Linked DNA regions of Mus musculus: all the other regions are linked to region 4. The links are chromatin contacts, called in public Micro-C and promoter capture Hi-C maps. All regions are on one chromosome and are shown on one strand. Each heading gives the region's core, a stretch centred on a gene start, on an enhancer-like site or on the middle of the called end of the contact. The rest is flanking DNA. Distances are from core to core; before and after follow the strand shown.

Evidence for each region. A called contact is a pair of places that touch in the nucleus more often than the background predicts. Capture Hi-C pulls out chosen DNA fragments and counts their contacts.
Region 1: a Micro-C map of embryonic stem cells shows a contact between it and region 4, with 2.1 times the contacts expected there. The contact joins the promoter of Csnk1e here to the promoter of Dmc1 in region 4. A contact is called at or near these places in 1 of 39 promoter capture datasets (the C10 cell line), 2 of 484 Hi-C or Micro-C datasets (cerebral cortex and embryonic stem cells), 2 of 115 datasets of contacts at active chromatin or transcription factors (bone marrow-derived macrophages and embryonic stem cells) and 2 of 9 other capture datasets (adipose tissue and pancreatic islet).
Region 2: a contact with region 4 is called in a promoter capture Hi-C map of pancreatic islet. The contact joins the promoter of Tmem184b here to the promoter of Dmc1 in region 4. A contact is called at or near these places in 4 of 39 promoter capture datasets (hippocampal neurons, liver, macrophages and 1 more), 3 of 484 Hi-C or Micro-C datasets (brown adipocytes and embryonic stem cells), 3 of 115 datasets of contacts at active chromatin or transcription factors (bone marrow-derived macrophages, embryonic stem cells and forebrain) and 4 of 9 other capture datasets (adipose tissue, liver, macrophages and 1 more).
Region 3: a Micro-C map of embryonic stem cells shows a contact between it and region 4, with 2.1 times the contacts expected there. The contact joins the promoter of Sun2 here to the promoter of Dmc1 in region 4. A contact is called at or near these places in 1 of 484 Hi-C or Micro-C datasets (embryonic stem cells) and 1 of 9 other capture datasets (adipose tissue).

What each region holds. Positions count from the first base shown.
Region 1 is chr15:79,439,895-79,443,483 of GRCm38.p6, reverse strand. It overlaps Csnk1e (casein kinase 1, epsilon), which reads left to right and starts at 1,427. Exons shown (of 11, transcript NM_013767.6): 1 at 1,427-1,556.
Region 2 is chr15:79,401,598-79,405,382 of GRCm38.p6, reverse strand. Tmem184b (transmembrane protein 184b) reads left to right here and starts at 2,080. Exons shown (of 9, transcript NM_172608.1): 1 at 2,080-2,198.
Region 3 is chr15:79,740,032-79,743,843 of GRCm38.p6, reverse strand. It overlaps Sun2 (Sad1 and UNC84 domain containing 2), which reads left to right and starts at 1,308. Exons shown (of 18, transcript NM_001205345.1): 1 at 1,308-1,505. Gm16576 (predicted gene 16576) reads right to left here and starts at 1,146. Exons shown (of 4, transcript NR_045069.1): 1 at 933-1,146; 2 at 614-761.
Region 4 is chr15:79,602,946-79,606,403 of GRCm38.p6, reverse strand. Dmc1 (DNA meiotic recombinase 1) reads left to right here and starts at 1,295. Exons shown (of 14, transcript NM_010059.3): 1 at 1,295-1,442.

The DNA.
Region 1 (3,589 bases), core at 178-2,677, 160 kb after region 4:
GGAGAGGGTTAAATGAGCTGAATGCCTCTCCTGGCGCTGCAGCAGAACAGGCCTACGTTTGGAAAGCTGGGCCCATGTTGGAAGGTTTGGGTGGTAACATTGCTAGGAGGACATTGATGCTTGCTGTGTTCTGCTCAGTCTTGCCAAGGCCCCACGGCCTGGGCTCTGACCACTGAGGCTGACTGCTGTCCAGACCAGCTGCCTCTGGTGAGGATTTGTGCCCTGCGTGGCCAAGGCTTCAGGAGAGAATGCGGGCCTGTCATACAAAACCTGCCAATTGTGAATCAATTGACAAACGCAAAGCCAAAAAGCACCAAGCGGGCCATGCTCAGTCCACCACCTGGGCAGAGAGAGCCAGTTGCCCGGTTTACCATCACAGAGGCCTCTGGAGGCAGCTCCTCCTCATTCTCCTGGTCTTCTGATCGGCATCCCCAGGTCCACCAGATGAACATGGCCATCTTGCTGGGCTGTGTGGGCCTGGGCAGACCTTTTGCCCTCTCTGGGCCACAGTATCCTGCCCTCCTGCCCTGTGATAGGACCTGGTCTATAGGTCTCCCAGCAATCTCCTCAGCCTCGGGGAGAAGATGCGGTTATTATGAAGTGACTCTTTCTGAGATGTGCTTCCGGGGTGATCAGAGGTACTATGTCCACAGTAACAGTTGTGTGTGTGTGTAGAGAGAGAATGTAGGTGTGTCATAAGTTGGAGCTTTGCATGACCCACTGTAAATATCATTTTAATAGCCTTGTGCTGGGACCTTCCATGGTGGAGCTGGAAGCTGGTGGGAAGCCTTCATTAACTCTCCCATGACCTGGGAAGGCTATGGTCCTTCTTCCTCGTTTGCAGTTAAGGACATTCAGGCATTGTCTGGGGGATGACTTTGTTGAATGAGCACCTCTGGGTCCCTGACTCACGTGTGAGTTCTTGGTGAGGGGCAGGGGGCTCAATGGGTGAAACTACGTTGGAATCTGAGGGACTGTCACAGTGGATCTGAACGGCAGAGGACAGAGCAAAGAAAAGTGTCTGCCTGGAGTTTTCTCTGACCACACATCCTTGGTCCTTGTCCACGCCCCTCAGTCCCTATGCTTTATTCCCAAAGCCCCTGGCCAGTGTTCTCTACAGCCTTCAGGCTACTGAGCCCTAAATCTCTTTTGCAGTGCCAGGAGTCTCAGCTGATTCTCTCGGGGGTCCCCGCAGCTTTGGCTGGAGATAGGGCAAGGCCTGAGTATAGGAAATCTTAGTTTTGTGTGCCCCTCACCCAGGGTGGCAGCGTCAGAACACGCTCTCCGGGGGCTGCGGGCCCTTTAAATCCTCCGGGGCGGCGGCGGCGGGCGGGGGATGACATCAGCGGGCGGGCCCGGGGCTCAATGGGAACCGCGGGGACGCGCGCGCGGGTAGGGAGCGCGCGAGCCGGCGGCGGGGGCGGGCGGCGGGAGGCGGCGGAGCGCGGAGCCTGAGCCCGGCCGGGCCGAGCGCAGCGCAGCGGGCCGGGGAGAGGCTGGCGCGCCCGCGGCCCGGCGAATCCTCTGGCATCCGCCCCGGCGGCCGCCCCGGCGCGGTGAGCATCGGGGGCCGGGGAAGCGGGGTTCCCTCCGCCTCTTTGTGTTTTCTTTTTGCGCGAGCGCGGGGCGGACACGCGCATCCGCGCAGGGCTGGGGGCGCCGCCCGTGAGGACAAAGGCGCGGCCGGGGACGCGGAGGGGACGGGCGCTTCGCAGGCCGCCGGGTGCACCGAGGCGGCCCCGGGTTGGGGCGGGGGACCTGCGGCAGGGGCCTGGCTGGGGTCCCGGGGGCGCTCGGGTTCCGGGCCGGCCTCGGCCCCTCCTCTGTGTCCTGGGCTCCGGGTCACCGAGGCCGTTCTCGCGTAGGGTGGGGGCGCGCGGGGGTCCTAAGTGATGGGGTGCGTGGTCACCCGGGCCACCGGCTTTGTTTTCCTTTGTGGCGAGAAGAAGGGAGGGGGTTATTTATCGCTTGGCTTCTCATTGCGGTGTGCGAGACAGCCTTGTGCTTCAAGCCTGTGAAAGCTGGGTGCCTGGGCGCCTCAGAGGCAGGGCTGCGACTTAGGCCACCCCCTCCCCCTACTTTGTCCAGAGTTTCCCCACATATTTCTTAGCATAGCCTCCCTTTGGAAAGGGGGTCTAGAGAGAGAGAGAAGGGGGTGCAGTTCCAATGAATACTTGCGTTTGGGACGCCTTTCCTAGGTTTAGGGCATTCCTTCAGTTTTTATTCTACTGATTCATTGACCAGGGTCTTGGCCCTGTGGAAGGTGGGTGGTGTGTGTGTCAGGAGGTGTGTGTGTATGGCAGGGTGACACGGGACTGCCCATGTGCCCAGCTGCTTGTAGTTGTAATTTTTCTAACCAGCTGAGAAGTCTTGACTCCTCATGGCCACCCCCCCCTTTTTTTAACTTTGTTTATTCCCCTCCCCCACCCCTCCCGTAAGGGACAGAGTGAAGAATTGGAAAGCTACTCTGATTTCCTGAAGGAGCCCCCACCCCAAAGTCAATTTCTTGGGGTGGCGGTGGAGGGGGGCTTTTAAGTGGAGGAGGGCTGGGACACGCTAGACTCCAGGGCTCTGGTCTCCAGGGTGGGGAGACCCTGGCGTTGGTAGGGTCCTTCAGGGTTGGTGATTGTGCAGAGAGCCGTGAGTGGAGAGGGGCTTGGGGGGTCATGTGCAGTGTATTTATGTAAGACTCCCAGACAGAGGGCACTGGTATTTATATAACCTGGCGTGGGTATTTATGTAATATAGGATGCAGTATATTTATGTTCCTTTCCTAACCTGTGGCTTTCCCAGATGCCATGTATGGTCTCTGAGTCGGCGTTAGTGGAAACCCGGCTTTGGGGGGGGGGGGTGTTTGTGAGTACACAGCCAGCCCCCCCTTTCCTGTAGGGATCCTAAGTGTGAGCCTCTACTCCCATGTTCCCCTTGGCGGGTGCCCTTAGCAAGCTGGACCATGTGTGGACCTGTGGTGCCAGGCTGGTGGGTTTTCTGCAGATATGCAGTCCTGTTCTTGGCAATCAGGGCAACTCAGCCATGTGGGCAAAGACCCATGATGGGAGAGCCCAGAGTTTGGCTGGCACCCAGCGGCAGCCACTTCCTTGTGGCTGGTAGAAGGACAGTGGTGGCTCTCGGGGACTTAGTACTAGGCTAGGGTGTCTCTCCTGGCTTGGCTCTCTCGCTTCTGGGGCTGATGGAGGAGCCCCAGTGAATCTCTCCTGGTTTCCTTCCAGGCCTGGTATCTGGGGGCAGGCTTGGCACAGGGAAAGGGTCAGCACCCCTTACCCCCAAGCAAGCCAGCAGTCACTGTCTCACCGAAGGGTTTTACTTCTCAAGCCTGGAGTGAAATAAGTTCTGGGTAGGAGGCCACCAGGTGGGCCAGCTGGACCCCTGTTTGGTCCTAGGTGAGATTTCTACCATTGGCTAGCTTCTGTGGGGATGGTAGCAAGGCCACTCTGGGCTCCGGTTCCCATCTATCTGCCAAAGGAGTGCCCTCTTGTTCCCTCACACCAGCTCATGTGTAACCATGCAGAGGCACCAAGGAACCAGTCTCCCTGTCTCATAGTTTACTATTCCCTGCCTCCCCATTCCC
Region 2 (3,785 bases), core at 831-3,330, 200 kb after region 4:
AGTACCCCGAGCTTCCCCCTTAGGACCTAGCTATTATATTTGTCCATGTTACAGATACTTTCAGTACGTGCTTGCCAGTACTCCCAGTGCAGCATACTAATTTTCATCAGGAAACAAGAAACTGTCAGACATCTTCATCCTTGCTGCATGCACTTTTCCTGGGGAGACATGAACAAATGTCTCCTCATCCCAGGGAAGGGACTGACCACAGAATAAAGGAATGATTCTGCTCCATCTAGCTTGGTTAAAGAACAGTCAACGAGTCTGTCAGCTGCTTATAGGAGCAAGAGTGAACGGTTGCTTCTTAAGGGTGATTAAAAACAGACAAACAAACAAACAAAAAAGAAGAAAGAAATAAGTCCCAGTCCAGCATGGGTAATGAGCCCCCCCCCCCCCCAGCTTTATGGGAGTGGCTTGCTTCTAGAATTTTCTACCTCCCAAGAATTCTTAACTCCCAAAGGTCATTTGGGGACAGGGGTGAGGGGAGGGGAATTACATATTACAGATGCCAGTAACCCCACCCCTCACCCACATTGCCATAGTATGACCAATAAACTCACAGGTTCATGGAGGGAGATGTGTAGAATCTTTGGTTTGTTTGGGTGCCTTCCTATTTGGGGCACGTATCTCCCCAAAGTTAATGCAACAGTCTGTTCACTAGGAAGATGGATAATAAGATAGGAAAACAATCGATACGTGTTAGAAATGAACTTTTATTAGGAGAACAGGGCACAGTGAGATGTTGACTATGGACTGCAGGTGAGGGGCTCAGCAATCTTACTCTGGGAAGGAGGTATTTGTCTCAGAACAATCCTGCTTCAGCTTCCCTAGTAAAGCCAGCCAAGCAAGACTTTGAAGACATGTCTGGGGAAACTGTAGCCCCAGCAGAGGGGACAGCAGGTGCAAAGGCATGGAAGCTGAATGCTTGTACTTGGTTGTAGGGAAAGCAAGAGGTCAGTGTTCAGGAAAAGGAGATGAGGCCAGGCATGCCTGCGGAGGGTGATGCTGGATCAAGGCTGTGCAGAGATCTGCAGATGTTGGCTTCATTTGGAATGGCATGAGGAACTAATTAAGGGTTTTGAGCAAAGTGCCATATAGTTCATCTTGGGTGGGTTCGTTTGTTTGTTTACTTTGGTGCAAAGAATTATATTGAGGGTCTGGTGAATGGTAAGCAAGCATTCCTCCAACGATTTGGATTTTTAAAGGAATCCCTGATTCTCACATTGGCACAGACCCGCCGAGGACAAGGTTGGAAAATCGGGCTAAGTAGATGCTCACAGTACCTGGGCAGAGCCTGGACATGACAGCAGTTCAGTAGTGTGGAGGTCAGAGTCTAGGGATACAGGATGTCTTGCCCAAGCTGATGGGACGAGGGGGAGAGGGAGGGCAGCACTCAAGGATAATACTAGACTTTCTGGCTTGAAGACTGGAAGCAGGGATTGGGGAATGCTGTGAAGAAGAAATGTGTGTGGAGGGGAAAGCAGCTGAGCCCGCTAAGTAAGAGGCGTCGGTAGACATTTGGAGCTGGAGATAAAAATAAACTTGGTTGCATATTACACATTTCAGTCATCTGGGTAAGACGAGGACCTCACAAATCAAAGTGGGGTAGGGGCTGGAATGACTCCTCTAGAATCGGTTCGTTAGGCTGCTAGGAATGAGGTGGGGCAGCTCCACTAGAGCAGTTTCATTTTGCATAACTATACAAAACGTTCCGTGGAAGTCCGTTCCACAGTCTCACACTCACCCTCCCTGTCTCAAACGTCAACTAGATTTCGTTTCACCTTCAGCGTTGGCATATACAAGGCTTTCAGAGAATTGAAACTCAAGCTAGCTCGCGAGTGTCCGGGACAGTCTGTATCCCGCGGGTCAGACTGTGCATCCCAGGACTGTGGTGGGTGGGACTGGACTAGGAAACCTGGGCCCTGGGTCTCTCGCGGTGCGTTTGCGAGTTGCAAGAGGACCTCACCATTCTCCTGACCCGAGATTGCGCGTGGTGCTTCGCAGCGCGCGGCCCCTTTAAGGCTCGGCGAGTGACCTCAGCGGCGCGCTCCGGCCCCGCCCCCGCCAGCGGCGTTCCTAGTGCGCAGGCGCGGCGCGGCGGTACCCGGCGGGGCTCGGGACGCGCCAGCGGCGGCCGAGATACCGGGCTGCGGCGCCGCCTGCTCCGCCTGCAGTCTCCAGCGCCATGGGCTCCTGAGGTACCCGGGCGGCGGATGCACGGGATGAACGGGGACCGGGCGGGGGCTGCACCTTGGGGAGAACTCCACTCTGGGGACTTCCCGCGGGGAGGCAGGGACTCGGAGGCCCCCAAGCGGCCCGTGGGTGTGCCCGCTTCGCCAGCGTGGCGGGGCCCTGAGTGTAACCGGACCTGCTCGTGGGGGAGTCGGGGTGGGCGGCGCGGGGCCCAGCCTCTTACCGATGGGACTGTGCGCACCGCGGTGGGTGTGCTGCAGCCTGGCACGACCGAACGGGGCGGGGAGACGTCGGTCCTCAGTGCAGTGGCTTTGACCTGGCCCGGTGGTCGGCCCTTGAGACGGTACATGCGTAAATGGGGGTGTGCGCGCGCTTTGCACACAGGTCAGTAGATTTGAAGGGGGATAGGGATCTGGGGCTCCCAGGATGCTGGGTGTTCAAAGGAACCCTAGAGATTGGTTTGGGTGTGTGGTGCCTGTTTGCCTGGGCACGCCCTTGGACACCTTGCTTGGATGCTTAGCTTGGGGCTAAGGAGCTCCAGGCAGTGGCAAAGCTAGGGAGTCTGGGGAACGGGCTCGGATTTTTAGTTTGTATCCTTTCTTGGAGGACTGTATGAGGCGGGACATCTCATCCCTCCCTCCTTGGAGGCCTTGGTGGGGCAAAGCAGGTGTCTGCCTGCCTGATACCTGGGTGTGAGGTGAAGGTCTATGTATTATTCATCTGGCTGCCAGGTGCTTTATGTAAGGAGAGAAGTAGCAATCTGTGCCCTGGAGGCAAGTGCTGCAGACTCAGCCAACACACACACACACACACACACACACACACACCCCACCAGCATCAGCAGCAGGGGGAGGTGCAGGTCTCCACGGTCTGGCTTTTTTGACAGGCTGTTTGCAGCATCCCTCTTCGTGTCAACAAGTTTGGTGGGCCCTTGGGCTCGGCACATCTGAGTATCTTGAGAGTTCTGTGCAGGGCCGGAGTTGGAACCCTTGGGTGTGGGAGCCCCAGAAGCTAGACTGGTGCTCACCCCGCACACAGATGTGAGGATCGAGGCATCGAAGAGCTCTCAGGTGCTTGGGGCAGAATCAGAATTGGAAAGAATCACAGGGATTCCAGAAACAGAAGACAAAAGACTGAGGAGTATGGAGGTGGATTCAGTGCTGGGGGGTGGGGGGTGGGGGGGATGGACAAGCCAGCAAAAAAAAAAAAAAAAAAAAAAAAAAAGGAAAAAGAAAAAAAAAGGCTTCAGTACAAAGGGACAGTCGAGCCAAAGCTGGGTGACTAACATTCCTCAGAGACTTCTTGCTTTCCATGTGTATTTTCCCAGTTTGTTCTCAGGGCAGCTGTGCCAATAATGTATCGGGCATAGATGTGGGTTAGGAAACTGAGGCAGCAGGTCAAGGCGGGTGGGGTGGGACGGGATGGGGATTAAGTGACTCCCTTGTCAGTGTGGGACTAGTAGGCTCTGGTAGCATCCTTCATCCCTGGGTCTTGCCCAAGTTGCCTTGTAACTTACTGAGCATCTACTATGCGCCCGGCTGAGGGCTGTCTCCCGGCCCTGCTGGCTCACTGCTCTCCCTGATGTCCCTGGA
Region 3 (3,812 bases), core at 59-2,558, 140 kb before region 4:
AGAAGAAGGAAAAGGAGAAGAAGAAGAAGATAGTTAGCATAATTGTCCAAAGATACTGTAAGGGTAGACAGCATCTCATTTCCAGATGGGACAATGGAGGTCTAGAAAGGGGATCTGGTTTTATTTGGCAGTGGAACCAATCCAAAATGAGGGTGTGTGTATTTCCTCAGTTTCCTACTGCCTTTGGATACCAGCTTTTTTTTTTTTTTTTTTTTTTCTTTTCGAGACAGGCTTTCTCTGTATAGCCCTGGCTGTCCTGGAACTCACTCTGTAGACCAGGCTGGCCTCAAACTCAGAAATCTGCCTGCCTCTGCCTCCCCAGTGCTGGGATTAAAGGCGTGAACCACCACTGTCTTTCTTGTCCCAGTTCCCCCCACCCCCTTGGCATTTTAAAGTGAAGGACACCGGATCTCATCATCCTTAGAAGATATTGAACAGAAGTGGTTTATCCCCAGTCGCACTCCTTTATCTTCTGGGGGCGGGGTGTGTGTGTGTTTGAGAGAGAGAGAGAGAGAGAGAGAGAGATGGGGTGGTGGTGGGAGGGGACAGGTCCGTGGAGTCAGGAACTCATCCCAGGGGGAGGAAAGTAGGAGAACCGTGTTGCCAGCCCTACCTTCTCTTGCAACCAGCTGTGGATGGAGCCTTCTTTAAAACAGAAAAGCTGCTGTCAAACTTGGGGTTTCTGACTGGACATGGTGGTGCACTCTTATCTCAGCACCTGGGAGGCAGAGGGGTAGGTGGATCTCCGTGACAGTAAAATCCTGTCTTGGAAAAACAAAAACAACAACAAAAATAGGTGGTGCGGGAAGATGGGTATCCTGCCCACCTTGGAATTTAAAATTCAACCTTAAAATTAAATAGTATTAATCTTCTAGACTCAACTTCCCCTCTGGGTGGGTTCTTTATAAGAAACAAAAAAAACTTCCACGGACCTGTTTCCCTCGTCTTTAAAATGGGCAGACACGGCTGACGCTGGTAAGCGTCCAAACCACCCGCGCGGGGCCGCGTCAGGACCCTATCCTGGGGCCAATTTCATGACACCCTGTGTGCTCCCGCACCTAAAGCCTTTAGAGCTCCGGCGCCGCGCGCGCGTGGGCACGGATGCGCGAGGGAACGCTCGGGTCCCACAGCCTGGAGGTCGTACTCGCCCCCGCCTCCCACGCGCGGACTACAGGGCCCACGCGGAGGGCGGGCCGAGCCGGAGCCTTTGTGTTCAAATCAACCAATGGGCGGCGGCAGAGGGCGGGGCGGGCCGGCTGGGCCCGGCCAATGACTTGTGGGCTGTCAGCGTTGATTGACAGGCGCACACATACACACTCGGCCACGCGCGCACCGCCCTGCCCCACTCGCGCAGCGCGGTCCTCTGCCGGCCGCATTGTCCGCTCACCGACCCCGCGCCGTCCCGCGTCTCCGCTCCGCGCGCGTTTCAGCCCCAGCCCCGGGCCCGGCCCGGCCCAGTGCGCGGCGCCGCCCGGGGGACTCCGACGCGGGAAGAACCACGCAAGGTAAAGAAGGGATTGGGCCCGCCTCCCCACGGCCCCGCGCCCGCCTGACCCGGGTCGCCGTCCGGCCAAAGCGCGGGCCTGCGCCTCCCTGTCCGGCCAGGCCGGGCCACTCCAGCCCCTGCGCGACGCACGCCCCGGGACACTCGCGGGCCGGCGCCCTGACGCATCGCGGTCACGGGGAGGGCGCTGTCCCCAGGCGGGACTTCCCCAGCAGCCTCCGGGGAGGAGGGCAGCCAAGACCCAGCCGCCCCAAACCGGACCAGGGCTGTGCCACAGGCCGAGTCCTGGCACTGGAAGTTCTCAGCCTGCGCCACCGCTGCCTGTCACAGTTATGGGGTACGGGGGAGGGCCCTTTTAGCTCAGTTCCAAAACAGCCAAACCCAACCAAAACAAAACAAAGCCAGCGCGCTCCGGGGTGTGACTTAGAGCCAGGACAGAGGGTGAGCGCCTGGAGCACTTTTTTGTGTCCCAGGGGAAATGGAGTGGAAATGTCACGTATAATATTCCCCAGGATAGGGGAATCTTCGGGACCAAGGCTCTGCAGTAGGAAAGTATGTTTTATTTGAGGGTTTTGTAACTAATGGCGGGATGGAGGAGTGTCTATCTCAGCGGCTCCCCACGGTAGACCTTTGTCATCTTGTGTAATCTGGATGGCCGCTGTGGCAAACTATTTTGTGACAACAGGATGAATATGAAAGATAAAGATAAGGTCCACACCGCTCTGGGAGTGCTGGGAGGTGGCACACGGGGCAGTGTTCGGTGCCCCACCTCTCCACCTACTCAGAACGTTTAGATTCTTGCAACAGCGGCGTGGGCACTGTATAAACATGTTACACTCTTTTCCCCCCTGGCAAAGGCTTCATGTGCTACAGCGGGGCAGGGGTTAAGAGGTGGAGCATATGGGCATCTGGAGCTGTCAGGTGGGGGTGGCAGTCATGGGGGGAACTACCTTATAAGGACTGGAATACAACCCAGGACCAAGGCAACTTCCTGCTTTGGCTACTACCACTTGGTCCCTTTACCAACACCAGTCGAAGAGAGTGAGAGATGCCAGATGGGCATCCCACCTGGGAAGATGCCAGTTAGCCCAGACAGGAGGCTACTTGTCTTTCTAGCTGGATGAACCTGACCTTCTGGTTTCTGTGGTCTGGGTTTGGGTGTTTCCCACCATGCGAGGTCACTATCCACCAGGAATAGCAGAAACAATACTAAGTCACAAGTACCAGGAACTCATTTTGGATGGGTTTGGGATCTAAAGTTTTGTAATCCTGCTAGCCCAGGCTCGGTGAGATTCCTGGGTTGATATTCTGAGATTTGAAGCTGGGTCCCGTGCCTGAAAGATTTGTTTATCTTCACTTGTTGTTTTCACCTTGGTCTTCTTATCAGTTTCACTCCACCCCATGTGGTGACTGTAACTGTTCTATAGGCTAGACTGACTGCAAGACCACACAACAGCTCCACCTCCTGCCTTACTTCTGTTAACAAATATTGGTTGTGTAACTGCTATGTAACCACGCAGTTTACAGCCATGTTCCAAGTGCATGCTATATGGAGCTGTAACACTCCCCAAACAAACAACTTGCAAACCTTCTGATGGAATGCAAATGTCCAGGCCCTGCAGCCTGTCAGGTCTGAGCAGAGAGACCTGGCTCTCACCTGCAGGCTAGCATTCCAGGTTCTTCCCTGTAGATGGGTGATGATGGCCGCCTTCCTTGTGCTGGGGTCATTAATGAGTAGGAAAGGAATTAGGTAGCTAGTAGTCATTTATCATTGTCATTGTCACATCAAGGTGTCACAGCACAGTGTGCTGAGGGGCTGCAGAATATGGTGGGAAGGGTTTCCGCACGGGATGTAGCAAACCAGAGATTGTGACTAAAAAGAAGGAAAAGGTGGGTTCTAGAGAGATGCTCAGAGGTTAAGAACACTGGCTGCTCTATCAGGGGACCCAGGTTCAATTCCCAGCACCCACATGTTGGCTCATAACTGTCTATAACTCTACCAGGGGATCTAACATCTTCACACAGACATACACACAGGAAAAACACATAAAAACAAATCCTTAAAAAAAGGAAGGGAACGTCTGCCCGTGGAAGGGAGCCATGCATATGAGACCGGACGGCTAGAGAGAATAAAGCACTGGCTGGGGGTGGGGAGGGAGCAGTGCCTGTCAAATGTCCGTCCCTGCTGCACCTCAGAGGTCAGGCAAGGCCCGATTCTGCCTCCCACAGAATTCAGTGCCAAGAAGGGTTAAGACATGCAACCTATAAATTAGGAAACCTTGAGAAAAAAGCTACGGAAGAAGCCCCC
Region 4 (3,458 bases), core at 46-2,545:
ACCTTCAAATATTATGAGCATTTCTTGCTCCCAGCTGTCACTACAGCAAACGACATATGTTAGATTTCCCTAAATCGTCTTGCTGCGCTCTTTGGTAGCTCTCCGGTATACTGTTGATGTCTTCTAGCGAGTTGCTCAAAAGTTACTGTATTTTCGGTGGATTCAGAAGGAGAGCCTGCCATCGCTATTGGGTTTCTTTTTTGGTTTTTCGAGACAGTGTTTCTGTGTAGCCCTGGCTGTCCTGGAACTCACTTTGTAGACCAGGCTGGCCTCAAACTCAGAAATCTGCCTGCCTCTGCCTCCCGAGTGCGCCACCACACTCGCCTTGGGTTCCTTTTCAAGTGAACAATTTCCATTCGAGAAGACGGGCAATGATTCTGTAAAGTAAGCATTTTGAAAAGCTATAGCCTTTTAAAAAACTATCCACGGGAGATAGGTCTGTCCTTCAAAATGTCAACTGTTTTGGAATTTATTCCATTTAAAAGGTTCAAAAAGAATATAGAGGTCGCCCGTATTGGTGGGTCATCTAAGACACTTAAAGCAACCTCTGCAGGTGGTCTTTCAAGTTTTTCATGACTCTGAACTGTCAGTTTCCATCTAAGGGGAAAAGGAAACAGTTTAGAGAGAGGCCTTGCTGGCATCATGGCTGGCCCGGGGTTTCTATAAACAGAACTAAAACCTCGTGTGTTTCTGTAGACCATTTAGAACCACGTTAGGGAGAAAAAAAAAATTACTCTCCATCCCAGAAGAGAGGACCGCAAATGCAGAGTCAGGAGAGAAGGGGGGATGGGAAGGCTGGGTTACCCAGCTAGGTATGAAAACCTTGGAGTGAAAGCGGCCCCAGGCAGGAGGAAAGGGACCCCCATGTTCGACCTCCTCACAGTCCAAGGTCGTCATCTCCTGTCCTTGTCAGCGGCCAAGGCTCTCCCCGTGACTCAGCAACTCCCTTCGCCCAAGGGATGCCCAGACTCTCTTCTCATACCCAAACCTCTCTCCTCAGAGTCCATGTTCCACCACTGCCCTCGCTAACCTCGGAGACCCGAAGACCCCCCACTCCCGCATCCTCCCAGCAGCCCTCACTAGGGCCCCTGCCCCACCCTCCGCTCTCCTTTGTGCTACATTTACCGATGACCCGCAGGGAGCCTTTCCTTGCCTGCTCAGGTTCTCTAGCTAACCTCGAGCCCCACCCCCACAACCTGAGCCCCGCCCACACACACTGGGCCCCGCCTACAGCCCGAGCCCCGCCTACAGCCCCAGGCCCCGCCCATCAAGGGGGCTTGCTCCCGCGGCCCTCATTTGGCGCCAAGCCCGGAGCTGTTCGACGACAGGGCGGGCTGCCGGCCTCCGCGTTCTGGGTCGGCGTTAGAATTCTGGACCGGACGGGAAAGCCGGAGCGGGTGTCGCCTTGAAAATTCTCGGGGAGGCTGTGGGTTCGAGTCGGGGTGAGTGGCGGAAAGAGGAAGCGCGGGAAAAATCTGAGGAAAACTCGACGCGTTGAGAAAGCTTTCCTCTCCGCGCCCTTTCTGTGGTAATTTTTTGGTCGCTTATTGGACTTGGCTTGGTGTCTGTCACCTTCCGCCCAGGCTCTGAGGCGTGGAGGGATTCCGAGACATGGCCAAACCTCCTGTAAATCAAGTCTGACCCAAGCCTTAAGGCCCCCTTCTTGCATTATGAGGGAACTAGGTCGGGCCTGGAAAATGGAGGCCTGGGGTGGGGGGCGACAGAGCCTCGCGCCAGGGCTCACGGGCCCCTGACCGCCTTCTCGTTGCCCCGCTGCTCGCCGCCAGGCCTCTGAGACCGAGACTGGGCACCAGCTTCTGATCCCAGGGTCGTGGTGGAAGTGATGCCAGCAGAGGCAGGCAGGGCCAGTAGATCTGACAGCCAAAGGAGAGGCGATTAGGCGATCGATCTGCGTTGTTCCTCAGGAAGAAGAGTCTGGTATTTAGAGAAATCATGCTAATAGTTAAGAGATGGGCAAGGTGATGCATGTCTGTAGTTCCAGAACTGGGGAGGTGGAGGCAGGAGAATCAAAGAGTTCCAAGCTATGTAGAAGTTAAACACACACACAGACAGAGAAGGTAGAGGCAGGAAATTACTTGCAAACTCGAAGTCAGTCTGTTCTACTTAAGGAGTTTCAGGACAGTCAAGGCTACAGGCAAAACCTTCACTCAAGACTGAAAAAACAAACAAACCCCAGTATTCCAAAAGAGCCTACTAAATACTGTCCTCTTTTTGTACCCAACTATTCGCCACCTTACTAGTTTGTTTCCTTTGTGCTGGCACCCCACACTTGACTTTGACATTAAATGAGGAAACTTGAGGTCAGCCAGGGCTACACAGAGAAACACTGTCTCAAAAAAAAAAAAAAAAGTGTCTGGAGAGATGGCTCAGTGGTTAAGAGCACTGGAAAAGTCCTGAGTTCAATTCCCAGCACCCACATGGTGGCTCATAACCATCTGTAATGGGATCGGATGCCCTCTTCTGGTCTGCCTGAAGACAGCAACAGTGTACTCACATATATAAAAATAAGTAAATCTTTAAAAAAAAAACAAACTAACAGAAACAAAAAGGGGAAACAAACAAAATAAACTAGGGACAATATTATTCAGACTACATTTTATTGTAATGTACACCATCATGTCTATAGCTTCCGAGGATTTTTTTTAAAACTAAGTTATTGAATATTGTTCTGGCTAATTTTTTTTTCAATTTACAGAAGTTATTTATTCACTTTACATGCAGATCTCAGCTTCCCTTCCTCCCTCCCTCTCCTCTCAGTCCCTCCCTCTCACCTCCCCTCCCTCTTCCCCCATCTACCCCTTCTCTTGGAAAAAGGGGAGGCCTCCCATGGACAGGAACCAACCCTAGTATATCAAGCAACAAGACCAAGAGTATCTTCCACTGAGACTACACAAAGCATCCCAGTTAGGTGGGAGAGATCCAAAGGTAGGCAGTACAGTCAGAGATAGACCTGCTCCTGCTTTAGGACGCCCACATGAAGGTCCAGCAACACAACTGCTACATACGGGCAGAGGGCCTAGGTCTGTGCCATTCATGCTCTCTGGCTGGCAGTCCTGTCTCCCTAAGCCCTCATGGGCCCAGGTTAGTTGACTTGAGGTTTTCTTGTGGTGTCCTTGACCCTTCTGGCTCCCTTAATCACTTCTTCCCCTCATCTACAGGAGTCCCCAAGCTCTACTCAGTGTTTGGCTGTGGGTCTCTGCATCAGCTTCTAACAATTGCTGGATGAAGCACCTCTGTGACATTTATGCTAGGCTCCTGTCCGCAAGTATAGCAGAATATCATCAATAGTCTCAGGGCTGGGTGTCCTGGCTAGTTTTCTGTCAACTTGACACCACCAGCTAGAGTCATCTGAAGGGACAGAACCTCATTGAGAAAATGTACCGACAAGATCCAGCCGTAGGGCATTTGATTAATTAGTGATTGATGGAAGCAGGCCT